Linked DNA regions of Mus musculus: all the other regions are linked to region 1. A link is a contact called in public HiChIP or PLAC-seq data. All regions are on one chromosome and are shown on one strand. The core of a region is the stretch at or near the end of the contact, and the rest is flanking DNA. Distances in the headings are between cores, read along the strand shown.

The links. HiChIP or PLAC-seq counts read pairs in DNA pulled down with a chosen protein or histone mark.
Region 2: an H3K4me3 HiChIP or PLAC-seq map of embryonic stem cells shows a contact between it and region 1, with 25 read pairs. The contact joins the enhancer-like site here to the promoter of Hsd11b2 in region 1. A contact is called at or near these places in 18 of 39 promoter capture datasets (the 3T3-L1 cell line, 3T3-L1-derived adipocytes, the C10 cell line and 11 more), 3 of 484 Hi-C or Micro-C datasets (embryonic stem cells and nephron progenitors), 2 of 115 datasets of contacts at active chromatin or transcription factors (both in embryonic stem cells) and 3 of 9 other capture datasets (adipose tissue, liver and pancreatic islet).
Region 3: a contact with region 1 is called in an H3K4me3 HiChIP or PLAC-seq map of embryonic stem cells, with 19 read pairs. The contact joins the promoter of Ctcf here to the promoter of Hsd11b2 in region 1. A contact is called at or near these places in 1 of 39 promoter capture datasets (cranial neural crest), 2 of 484 Hi-C or Micro-C datasets (embryonic stem cells and nephron progenitors), 5 of 115 datasets of contacts at active chromatin or transcription factors (bone marrow-derived macrophages, embryonic stem cells, memory CD8 T cells and 1 more) and 2 of 9 other capture datasets (adipose tissue and pancreatic islet).

The regions. Positions count from the first base shown.
Region 1 is chr8:105,516,140-105,520,142 of GRCm38.p6, forward strand. It overlaps Hsd11b2 (hydroxysteroid 11-beta dehydrogenase 2), which reads left to right and starts at 2,607. Exons shown (of 5, transcript NM_008289.2): 1 at 2,607-2,990. The coding sequence starts at 2,726.
Region 2 is chr8:105,443,100-105,447,165 of GRCm38.p6, forward strand. Lrrc36 (leucine rich repeat containing 36) reads left to right here. Exons shown (of 14, transcript NM_001170788.1): 6 at 635-762; 7 at 3,109-3,157. Among named protein-coding and RNA genes, the nearest start is that of Tppp3, 26 kb to the right of the region's middle. Within about 2 kb of position 2,407, at least 47 of the 459 cell types and tissues checked have an H3K27ac peak or open chromatin away from gene starts, as enhancers often do. A contact at or near this core is called in adipose tissue, embryonic stem cells, hippocampal neurons and 1 more, where this site is marked.
Region 3 is chr8:105,635,138-105,638,915 of GRCm38.p6, forward strand. Ctcf (CCCTC-binding factor) reads left to right here and starts at 1,401. Exons shown (of 12, transcript NM_181322.3): 1 at 1,401-1,583. It overlaps Gm5914 (predicted gene 5914), which reads right to left and starts at 2,337. Exons shown (of 2, transcript NR_151742.1): 1 at 2,143-2,337.

The DNA.
Region 1 (4,003 bases), core at 1,357-3,856:
CAGAGCGCAGCTAGCTTCTAGTTCCAGACACTTGGTCCTCCAGCGCCTGCGGCACGCAATGGTTGGCTAACCAGGTTTCTGATCGAAGGGGTGGGGGTGGGGCTGGGAGCCGAGACAAAGGATTCAGACTGTGGTCTGAGTGCTTGGGACCAAGAGCCTCCAGGAGTTCTCCTCCTTCTGGCTACCTGCCTTATCCGCTAGGGCTTCTGCCCTCTGTCCCGCTCCACTTTCTTGCTTTTCCATGGAGACCCCTACCAACCCAGAGTCCTGATTCTGGCAGAAGCTAGTTCCCTATTCCAAGGCAGGCTCAACTTGGCACCAAGCCTCAGACAGGGCTGGGCCAGCCCCTCCCAGTTATGACTATTTGAAACACTTTCCACTTCCAGAGCACCTCCACCTGATGAAGGGGAAGGGTCAGAGGCTGAGGAGGCCGCAGGGAGTTGGGAGGAAGGTGCCCTGGTCTCCTGACTTAGAAAATGGGGTTCTCAGGAAAGGGGTGTCATGTAAGTGTGGCAGGTAAACCAATCTCATCAAGACTTGGAAAAGTTCCACCTGAAGAAGTATTTGTTCTAGAAGCATCCTACTCAAAGACAATTCCCTCCACCCATCTACTCTCAGCCAGTCTCCCTCTCTCCCTGTCCTGGGTTTCCCCAGGTACTTCATGGGACTAGGGTAGAGCCCTGCTTCCCATTCTCCCCACCTTGCTCTCTTGTGTCTATTTCTTGCTCTGAGAACTGGTGTGTGTGTGTGGCGGGGGAAGCTTGACTATTCCCCCTAGGACTCTGCTTTCTCTCTCTCTCTCTCTCTCTCTCTCTCTCTCTCTTTTTCCTACCTTAGGGAAAGTACTTAAAGTGGCTGAGGCTGGAAAAACTGTAGCTGGATTCTAAGGAGGATAACTTAGTTAAAGCAAGGCATGTCATTCATTTCTTGACCTGGACAATTGACTCAGAACAACCGGAGTCAGTGGGTTTAGAAAAGGATTGTTTCTCTGAGTTCCTAGAAGCAAGAAGAGGAGACAGAAGCTATAGGAAGCACACGTAGCACATACACACTTATGTGCAAGCACACATAAGGTCATACATGACACAGGGCATAGAACCCCATAGACACAGATATAAAAGAACTCAAAGCCACACACCCAAGGTCAGGGACACACAGCTTACTCAGGCAAGTCCTGACACCCAGGCCAGGGTTCCACCATTGTCCATATTTATAGACAGAGGATGGGTGGATGGAAACACACGAGTGACTCTGAGTGGGGACAGAGGAGTGACTCTGAGTGGGGAACAGGGGTCTTCATGCAGAGTTCTTCCTCTCAAGAGAGTCTGGACACCAGCTCCTTCCCGAAGAGTTCACTGGCTCTTCAGGAACCCACACCCGGATGGAAGGGAGGGCTTTGAGTGTTTACATGAAACACTGGACCGGATTCTGGATACAGGGAAGAGAATGAACCGCAGGACAGAGAGCTGTGATAAGGAATCTATGACCCTCTCAGGACCTAGAAAGGATAGAGATGAGGAATGGGGAGGTGTGTGTGTCAAGGGGGGAAGGTCTGGGGGTTCACAGACGTAGGGATCTCCACAGCTCGGCTTTGCTCCTCGCTCTGCACTTAACCCCCAGTGCCTGCCAGAGCCCTGGCATGCATGTTAGGCACAGGTTGCCAGACACGGGGGTGGCGCAGGGTGCCAGGCCACACACAAACAAGGACCTTCATACACACAGGGAGGGAAATGCACCCACACACTACTTAATTCATCCCCTGGGGACTCAGTGTAGCAGATCAGGGACCACCCTGTCCTGACCCTTCTCCCAGGTCTTCCCATTAACTGGTTCCTGGGGAGGGGGTAGATGAAGCTAAAGAAAAAAGGAGACCTTGATGCCTTCATTGACCTTTCCATCTCTGTCTTTCTCTGTGTGTTTCTGTCTCTCTGTATGTATGTCTCTCTCCTCCTCCTCCTTCCTCTCCCTCCATCCCCAGTTCTAGACTATGGAAGAAAATGAAGTGAAACAGAACCCCCCTTCTCTCCTAGCTGTGGCTGAGAACTACCCAGGTGAGAGTGCACATTTGGGCGTGTGTACCAGGGACCTAAGGCCATGCCTGGCACTGCATGCGGGGGCGGGTGTGGCTGGCAGCAGACTCTGGCTGCTTCCATGCAGTGTTCTGGAAGTCATGGCAGTCACAGCCACAGCAATGTGGAATACTTGAATGAAAGTTGGTGGTGGTGGTGCTGATGTTGGTGGTATGTGTGTGTTAAGTATCCCTGAGGAAGCGTGAGCAGGATGTGCACTCCTGAGCTCGGAGGCTCAGAGTCCTTGGCATGCCAATAGGCGCACAGGAGTGAATGAGATGTAAGGCACAGGGTTGGGCAGACTGGCCCTTTCCCGGGCGAAGCTGGCGACTGACGGCTCCGCCTCATGCAACTTGGGGACTTTGTTCCGGCTTCTTCGAAAACGGATCTAGACAGGGGGGCTGGGCGGGGGGGCACCTGCCTGGCGTGGGGTGCTAAGATAGAAGTGGAGGAAAGCCCCACCCTAGCCCCGCCTTCGCACCGCCCCAACCCCGCCCCCAGGGCGCTTTATAAGCTGGGTCCGAGGACCCCGCAAAGAAAGCGAGTATCCCTCCCACCCCAGGCCGGTGTTCCTCTGCATTCCGTGTCCTAGCCTCGAGTCCCTCTCGGCGCTCCCCAACCAGGCCCCCGCCCCGCCCCAGCCCGGCCCCGAAGTCATGGAGCGCTGGCCTTGGCCGTCGGGCGGCGCCTGGCTGCTGGTGGCTGCCCGCGCGCTGCTGCAGCTGCTGCGCTCAGACCTGCGTCTGGGCCGCCCGTTGTTGGCGGCACTGGCCCTGCTGGCTGCTCTCGACTGGCTGTGCCAGCGCCTGCTGCCCCCGCCGGCGGCACTCGTGGTGCTGGCTGGTGCTGGCTGGATCGCGTTGTCCCGCCTAGCGCGCCCTCCTCGCCTGCCGGTGGCCACTCGCGCGGTGCTCATCACCGGTGAGTGTGCAGAGCGCAGGGACTCCAGGCTGGAGGGCGGGACCGCACACCTAGAGGGTTTCCCTTGGGCGCCATCAAGGGGAACTCCGCAGCTCAGACGTAAGAGTCCTTCTCTAAACGCAAGAAAGTGAGCCAAGTAGGAAGCTCCGGGCACCTCACCAAGTCTGGGTTAACTACCTGCGACCGCGAGGATTATTGGTGAGAAAGTAGAGAGTGGGCAGGTGCTCAAAGGAAACTAGTGACTGAAAGAGGAGAAACTTAGTTTATGCTGAGCTCCTTAAGAGATCAGGTGTGGAGCAGAAGACAGTACTTTAGGGGACTTCAGAAGACCCGAGACGGGGATAATGCCATCTCTTGAACTCTGCCTGACATCCCCCACATCACTAGAACACAGTATCTGCTATTCTCTGGGGGCAGAGTGCTTAGATGGTGAGTTCTGCTCCCCGACCTCCTCTGGCTGGAATCCTTGGAGTTCAGAACCGCCTGAGTTCACAGCAGCTGGAGAGTAGCTGCTTCTTAGATCCAGCTACCCACTGCCAAAACTGCAGCCGCCTGCAGTCTACACCTAACACCTCATCCTGCCCAGCCCTGGGTGCCCAGGAAAGGGTCCTCAGAGAGCTGGACTCAGGTGTCTCTAGTGCCTGCCTGTGCTTTCTTTGTCTGGAGCAGGGAATAAATCTGTCATCAGGAGGGAAGGGGAGGGGAGGGGGGCTGCAGACCCAGCAGGAAATGGGGAGGGGGAGGAAGGCCAGGGGGCATTGGTCCATTGCATGGGGGGAGGGGCAGCTGTTTCTCCCCCAACCACCATGGCTTCTTGGAGGTCTTGGTCCTTTATGGGTGGTCTGCATGATAGGATAGGGCCGGGAGACTTTAGGAGGAAATCCTTGAACTGGACCTTGGAGGGAGTTGGGTAGTGACAGGTGGAATCTGAAAGGTGTCTTGGATCCTAGAAAGGGCGTGAGACAAAGGTTTAAGACAGAAAGAAATAAGCACGGTTTGGGAAGGGGACAGTC
Region 2 (4,066 bases), core at 1,157-3,656, 73 kb before region 1:
TCAAATGGGGACTTCCAGAGTGCCTACCAGTAGAAGTTTTATAGTTTTCGTTTTTAAGTTATTTCTCTAATCACATGTAAGAAATACTGGGAGACCTAAGAATTCAGTATTCTCTATGAAATAGGTTCTGATTAGATATTATTCTCTTTTTACAAATGAGGCAATCAAGGTAGAAAGAGCCAGTCTTGAAAGGACAAATCAGGGTGGTCTGATTAGAGCCCAGGAGATGTGTATAAAACCAGAGTCTATTCTCAGCATCTCCTGTGGAAGGGGATTGTTGAATTGATGTTAGGCTTCACCGTTTACTCAATGGGAAGTGTGCAAAATACGTTTCGACTTCTGAGTGTCTACAGAACACTTCAAAACTTACGAGACCATTTTGTACCCATGGTCTTGTTTTTGCCTCCCTTTGCTGCTGAAAGACGGGTAGTATACGTCTCATCAGCATTGCTGAACTAACAAAGTGAGGGAATTCAGAGAGCTGATGAAGCAACCTGCCCAGGTTCTCATAGTTTCTAAGCGGTGACGCCATGAGTTAACCCCAGGTCTTGTGATACCTTAGTATCTTTTTTATAAGACATGCTACCTTTGAACTATGTTGGGACTTCACTGTATTCCTTTCCTTTTAATATAGACGCAAACAAAGGACTTTTTATTCCCTTCCCCAACCGGGAAATAAAGGATTCCCTAACCAGCATTTGTGCAGCCCAGGGCAGTGGCACACCAGCTCAGAAATTAGACGTTTTTCCGCTGGGGACACAGGTAATCCACTCACTCTCCTGCCGAATGACCAATACTAATAATATGGTGTTGTCTTTACTTATATGTGGGACCTTACTTAGCACACTGGAAGCTGGGCATTGGTCTTCAAGCAGGGATGCATCCATGTTTAACAGCTCAGAGCTGGCTATAAAATTCCTTCTCTTTACCAAACGCCCCCATCTCCTGTTCTCTGACCTCTCACATTTTCTCCCTCCTCCTTTTTTAAACTCAAAGTTTTACGTATCAAGGCAGCTTTCCCCCAAAGCAGTCTCTGCTGTGTAACAGACAGCGAGGGAGGGTAATGTGGCAAGGAGTGATAGGCAATGAGAGATTAGCGACAGTGCAAGATTTAGGAAAAATTAAAGATAACAGCGGGACAGTGGTAGCACACTCGGGAGGCAGAGGCAGGCAGATCTCTGAGTTTGAGGCCAGCTTGGTCTACAGAGTGAGTTCCAGGACAGTCAAGGCTACTCGGAGAAACCTGTATTGGAAACAAACAAACAAACAACCCCCCCCCCAAGTTTTCTGAGGGGAAAAAAAGGTGGTAGAAGTCATGTAATCTCTTTATTAAAGCTTGTGTGTGAGCCAGTGACATAAGAACAGACAGCTTCTTCCTTTGCTTTTTTTTTTTTTTTTTTTTTTTAAGTAAGCAACAGAATGGTGGAAAACAGTCGGCCAGAGGAAGGGCTAATGGAGATGAGAATGGTCAGCGCAGCTTTAGTGAAGAGACAGTGAGGGTTTTTCAATACGTGTGTGCTATAAAGCCTTCTAGTTCTCAAGGCACTTAGCATTTGTTTCTTTGTTTTTAGAGGTCCTACTTGGGTGCTAGGAAACTATATCAGTTACCATTTCTTTTCTTTTCTTTTCCTTTCCTTTTCTTTTCTTTTCTTTTAAATCTTGCTATTTATTTGAGAAAACAGAGACAATGTCTATTCCAATATACAATTAAGTAGTACTTCAGAGTTAAAAACAAATAAAAACACCCTCTCTAGAATTATTTCCTTAAGGAAGAAAAAAAAAAGAATTGAATAAGTTACTATAATCTTTAAATTTAGCATAAAGCAGTGCAAATAATTCTTTCCCTTCTCTCTTCTTCTCCTTCTCCTCCTTCTCCTCCTTCTCCTCCTTCTCCTCCTTCTCCTCCTTCTCCTTCTTCTCCTCCTCCTCCTCCTCCTCCTCCTCCTCCTCCTCCTTCTTCTTCTTCTTCTTCTTCTTCTTCTTCTCCTCCTCCTTCTCCTCCTCCTCCTCCTCCTCCTCCTTCCTCTTCCTCTCCCTCCTCCTCCCCCTCCTTTTTTTTTTTTTTTGGTTACATAAATTGTATATGTGGGTGCCAGTATATGCTGGAATAGAACCCAAGGCCTTGGGCATGCTGGGCTAGTACAGTACCACAGAAGTATAGCCCTAGCCAATATATTTTAAGATTATAACCAAATATTTTAAGATTTAAAAAAAATACATATTAGATTGCTTTCTTTTTGCTTCAGCTTCAGTTGCCTAGTTATGCCTCAGATTAATTTACAGCTTCTTAAAACTCCAGCAGTTGCTTGGCACAATGGGCACACACCTGTAATGCCAGTACTGAGGAGGCAGAAGTAGGACTGTTAGGCTGTCCTGATTATGCAGGGAGCTCCAGGCCAGCCAGGGCTGCACTGCACTCCCTGTCTCCGGAGAAAAAGAAGAATGAACGTAAATTCTTGTTAGCTTCTGTAGCTAGTACTCAGCTTTATCAGAAAAACCAAATAAATAGAGAAGATAAAACTGGAAACCGAGATCTGGGTGGAGAGATGGCTCAGTAGGTGAAGCATTTGCTGTGCAGGCGTGGGCAGCTGGTTTGGAGTCCCATGTAAAAGCCGTGTACAGTTAAAGGGGGACAGGTGGATCACGGGCGCACTGGCCAGCCAGACTAATCAAATAGATGAGCTACAAGTCTAATGAGAGGCTCTGCATCAAAAATTAAGGTTGCAGAGTACTAAAGGAAGACAGCCAACATCAACCTTTGATGGTTAACTCTTATGCGCATCCCTCCACACACACCACCCTCTCACCTCCCCCTCCAGACGAAAATGAAAACATGGGCCTGAACTAATTTGCATGCAGACAAAACTCAGCATCGCAGTGTTTGTTTTCAAGGAGCCTCCATCCCACTCTAAAGCAACTCTGGAGCCTCCTCGTGCTGTAACTGTTTTACAATGGGCTCAACCCCTGCTGGAAGGTCTGTTTCCCAACCTCCAGGGATGTGTGTCCATGGTAACAGGAAAATATGCTGAACTCCCACTCTCAGTGAGCTTTTATCTGAACACTCACAGATGCCTTTCTTCCTAAATTTTCAAACTTTTTTTTTTTTAGATGCAGGAAGCAACAAGAAGGGAGACAAGTGACCTTCACCAGGAAGATGGTAAATATTTTGCTCATTGGGTATCCAGAGAGATCTGGATGGGATAAGATTTACAAGATGACCCGGCAGCGCTCCATCTTCTGGTCAGCTGACCCTTCTGCTTTCCCCAGGGACTGGCTCAGAGCTTACCATCTGGGAGGCTTTTCTGCTTGAAGAGTGACTGTTTCCTTCTACACCGTTTCTCTTTCTTCTCCTGCTTTCCTCCAAATGACAATATGGTCATTTAGGAAACTATCTCCGTTACCATTTCTTTTCTTTTCTTTTCTTCTTTTTTCTTTTTGCTCATTGGGATTAAACCCCACAAGATTTCTTTAATGCAATTTCCATTTAGATTTATCTTTGTTTTTATTTCTTTCTTTAGCCCAGGCATCCAATCCCTTCTGAGATCATTTCCTCCAGCTTATAGTGCATCCTTCGGTGTGGCCTGTTGGTGATGAACTCTCTGTTCTGTTTGTTGGCTTAATGCTTCCCCTTCACCATTATTCTTTTTTTTTTCTTTCTTTCTTTCTTTTTTTTTTTTGGTTTTGGTTTTTTTTTTGTTTTGTTTTGTTTTGTTTTGTTTTGGTTTGGTTTGGTTTGGTTTGGTTTTGGTGGTTTTGGTGTTTTTTTTTTTTTTTTTGGTTTTTTTTTTTTTTTTTTTTGGTTTTTTTGAGGCAGGGTTTCTCTGTGTGGCCCTAGCTGTCCTGGAGCTCACTTTGTAGACCAGGCTGGCCTCGAACTCAGAAATCTGCCTGCCTCTGCCTCCCAAGTGCTGGGACTAAAGGCGTGCACCACCGCTACCCAGCTCACCATTATTCTTGAAGGGGATTTTGGGTGAGGGTAGGGTTCTATATTGCGGGATGCTTCTTTCAGAACGGTGCCTTATTCCACTGGATCACTGGTGTCTATTACTCATGAACTGAACTCATT
Region 3 (3,778 bases), core at 151-2,650, 120 kb after region 1:
TCAAGCTAAAGTCACCATGATCTTTCCCAGCTATCTCCAAGGTAATAAACTCAATAGCTAAGCCTCTGGCTGAACTGTACCGGAACTCTCAGCATCTGAAAACCAGAAACCTCTCTTCCTGCCTCAAACTTACTTCTGGTCTTGGATTCTACAATCCAACAGTCTAGACTTGTCTTTCTGTTTACTTCCTTGTCTATTATCCTCTTTCTAATCTTGGACTTTCTCTTCTATCTTTCCTCTAAGTCCAGTCATGGAGGGAAGCTCCACAACAGTGGGTGAATGGACTCAAGATGTTTAAACACATTTGCCTTAGTTACTGACATCTGAACAGTGGGATCTTACATGCTTCTAACTTTCCGATTCTTTTGGGGGGAATAAACAATATCTATTGATAATGGACCAGCATACCCACAACACAGCCCAGATGTATATGAATAGGGCAGAAGCTTGCTGCCAGGTGCATTTGTTATCCAAACAGCTAAAGCAAGAGAACTGGGACTACAATCCCGAGTCACATTCCAAGGCTATGGGGGGCGGGGAGAGAAGATGATTAGAACACCTGCCAATAGGGTCTTCCCGGGAAAGGGAAGGGATTAAGTACCACCGACTGGGAACCGAAATAAAAAGAACAGTCTTAAAAACTTAGACGTTCACGGTGCCAAATACAGCTAAACACGACTGCTGTGGTGTGGTCTGCTATATCTCCGGACTGAGGTGACTCTGTCCCGATTCTCTTAATTTCACATTCGGTTTTCTAAGGCCCTTTTCTTGGGAGGAAGACTACTAAGATCCCCGGGCGAAGCCCCTAGCAGTCGATCTTGAGCACTGGGCAAGTGTCGGAGAAGTGAGAGAGTGCGGGAACTCACTGCATTTGACTCGGCGGCGGGACAGGGTGCAGAGCTAACCCCGGGTGGGAGGAGACCGGGCAGGGTAGAACCCTGGCGCTTCCTCAACCCCCACGGCCCCAGCCCCGCGCGCTTACTTCAGCTCCCCGTCGTCCTCCCGCCCTTCGCAGCTTGGAGGGAAAATGAGCGAGCTAAGGAAATCAGGGCAACTAGGCGGAGACCCGATCGCCCAGAAGCCGCCAGCCTCCGCCCAGGGAAGCCCCACCCCAATGGGAACCAGGCCGCCTCCGCGCCGCCGGCAGAGCCCACGCGCGACCCGGCGAGGGCGCGGGAGGGCGCGTGCGGCGTGACGCCGCGCCTCGCGGCGCATCCCCGTGACGCCATCGCGCCGGCTTTTGAAAGTTGGCGCCCGGGGCCGCCTCCCATGCTGCCCTGCGCCAACCCCTCCCCTCACCTTTCCTCCCCCGCCCTCGTCGCCGCCGGCCGGCCCCCCCCACCCGACTCTTCCCTTATCAGCACCCGCGGCCCCGGCAGCGCCGACGCAGGCGCACTGCACCGCGCCGCCGCCATTTTGTGTCCGAGCCTGTGGAGCGATTAAACCGTGCGCGGAGCTGCTTCTTTGGCGGCAGCGGCGACCAGCAGCAGCCGGTGCGGGCGCGCGGAGCCGGCCGGGGACGCCAGGTGGCCGGAGCGGTGGAGCGGCGGCGGAGCGGGCGCCGCGGGGGGTGTGGCGCGAAGGTAAAGGGGGCCCGGGGTGGAGGAGGTTTCGCGGGCCGCCTCTAGGTGTCACGATGGGGCCGCTCCGGTCGGCGCTGGCTGCAGCCCGGCGCCAGCGCCAGCGCCGCCGCCGGGGGGTGTTTGTCTCCCTCTACCGTCCCTGCTGCGGCGCGGCCGCCGCCATTGCCCGGCGCCGCCGCCAGGGCCTGGCCAACCCCCTCCACGCCCGCCCGCCCGCCCGCTAAGCTTCCCTCCTCCCAACATGGTAGGCCTCTGGCGGCGGTGGCGACAGAGGCCTGCGCGCTCGGCGACTCCATTTTCCTTCCTTTGTCTCTACCCTCGAGGCCGGCTTTTGGCCCGGCTGATCTTCGGGCCACGGCCCGCCCTCTGCCCCTCCCGCGACGGATACCCCTTACCGAGTCTGGACCCTCTGAGGCTCGGTTGCCGCCGCTTGCTTCGCCTAGGGGTTCTGAACCCTCGGCCGGCCGCTTAGCCAGGTCCCGGAACCGTGTGGGTGTCGGGTCCCGACCGACGCGCCTCAGACTCCCCATCTTCAAGTCCAGCCGGTCCCGGAACCTACCCGATCTCCCTGCGTTGCTTCTCCAGCAGCTGGGGTGCTCTCTAGTCTCTCGTAGTCCGATCGTCCCCGCTGCCGGTCTCCGTCGCCGCCGAGTGTCGCAGGCGGCGCTGCTGTGGCTGCGAGCAGAGGGGACCCCTGAGCTGCCGAGAGCTCCCTCTGCAAGGCTGGCTGAGCTGCTCGCGCCTCGACGCCGCCCGAGCGGGCGGGGGAACGCGCGCTCGCCGCCCCCGCCGGGCCCCGCTGCGCCCCCAAACTCACGCCAGGGCATCGCGCGGGACCCGACCGGTGCGGCCCCCAATGGTGCGCGGAAAAAGACACGAATTCCTGCACCAAAGTAGTTTTTCTCCAGCTGTATTCGCACTCTTTCAGCCCCTTGAAACGATAGCAGTCAGACTTGGTGCGCTCAGAAATCTCAAAAGGGACTGAAACTTAATTTCACTCTCATCTCAAGTGATGTGATAAACTCATAAATTCGGGAGCATGGGCTGGTTGCGATGGTACAGGCGACGCTGGAGTTTGCCTCCTATTTAAAATGTCCTGACGCTAACTTTGCACTCCACTTAGGACCTGATGCTCTAGGGCTAGGCTAAGACAGTTCAGCCCCTCTCTAGAGATCGTGCAAACCGATCTAATGCGCCAATAGGGTAGAATGAACTTATTCATGACTGGACTGGTAATTTGACTGTTGGATGAAATGTGAGGGTTGATGTTGTAATTGGATCCTGGGTCACTTGCAGCAGATGGTTTATAAATTTCTGTGCCTAATGTAACTACTCTTTAGTATCTGACTTCCTGTATTGAGTTTAGCATTAAGTAAACATTAGCAAAGAGACTTAATACTTTTTTGGAGTTTAGATCAACTAAGAAAGCTAAAATTCCAAGGCATCCATAGGCAGGAAAAGAAATTAAACAGGGTATTTATCCTGGCATTAAGTCTTTTGCATTTAAAAGCTTCCTTTGATAAACTGCTGGAGTAACCTTTTCGTACCCACTCTAACACGGATTTTCTTTTTTTTTTTTTGGTTTTTCGAGACAGGGTTTCTCTGTATAGCCCTGGCTGCCTTGGAGCTCACTTTGTAGACCAGGCTGGCCTCGAACTCAGAATCCGCCTGCCTCTGCCTCCCGAGTGCTGGGATAAAAGCCTTTCCCCACCACGCTTAACACGGATTTTCTTACCAATTAGCCACTGATGTGTGGCTTAGGTTCTTAAGAAAAAAATCTAGGTTGACATTTTCAGAAAGAAAAGATAATGAGGTGCTTTAACACACCAACACACACACACAAACACACTGTCTCTCTAGCTCTGGCTGTCCTTGGAGCTCTGCAGACCAGGCTGGCCTCAAACTCAGATTCACCTGCTTCTCTCTCTGTCTTCCTAGCCCTGTGGTTAAAGATGTGCTCCAACGACGCACTCGCTTCCATCATCTTGATGCTAAGAAAGATTGTGTTGTTTACTGTGTGTGATTTCAGTTTGGAGGTTTTAGCAACCCACATTGTATGCAACTCTTTGAACACTCCCCAACCTTTCTGCCCTCCATAAATGAACCCAGGATTCTCTGGCTGGTTAGGCCACACTAGCCACACATTGAAATCCTATGAAACTGCTTTCGTGATGCTTGGGCATGCTATGCAAGTG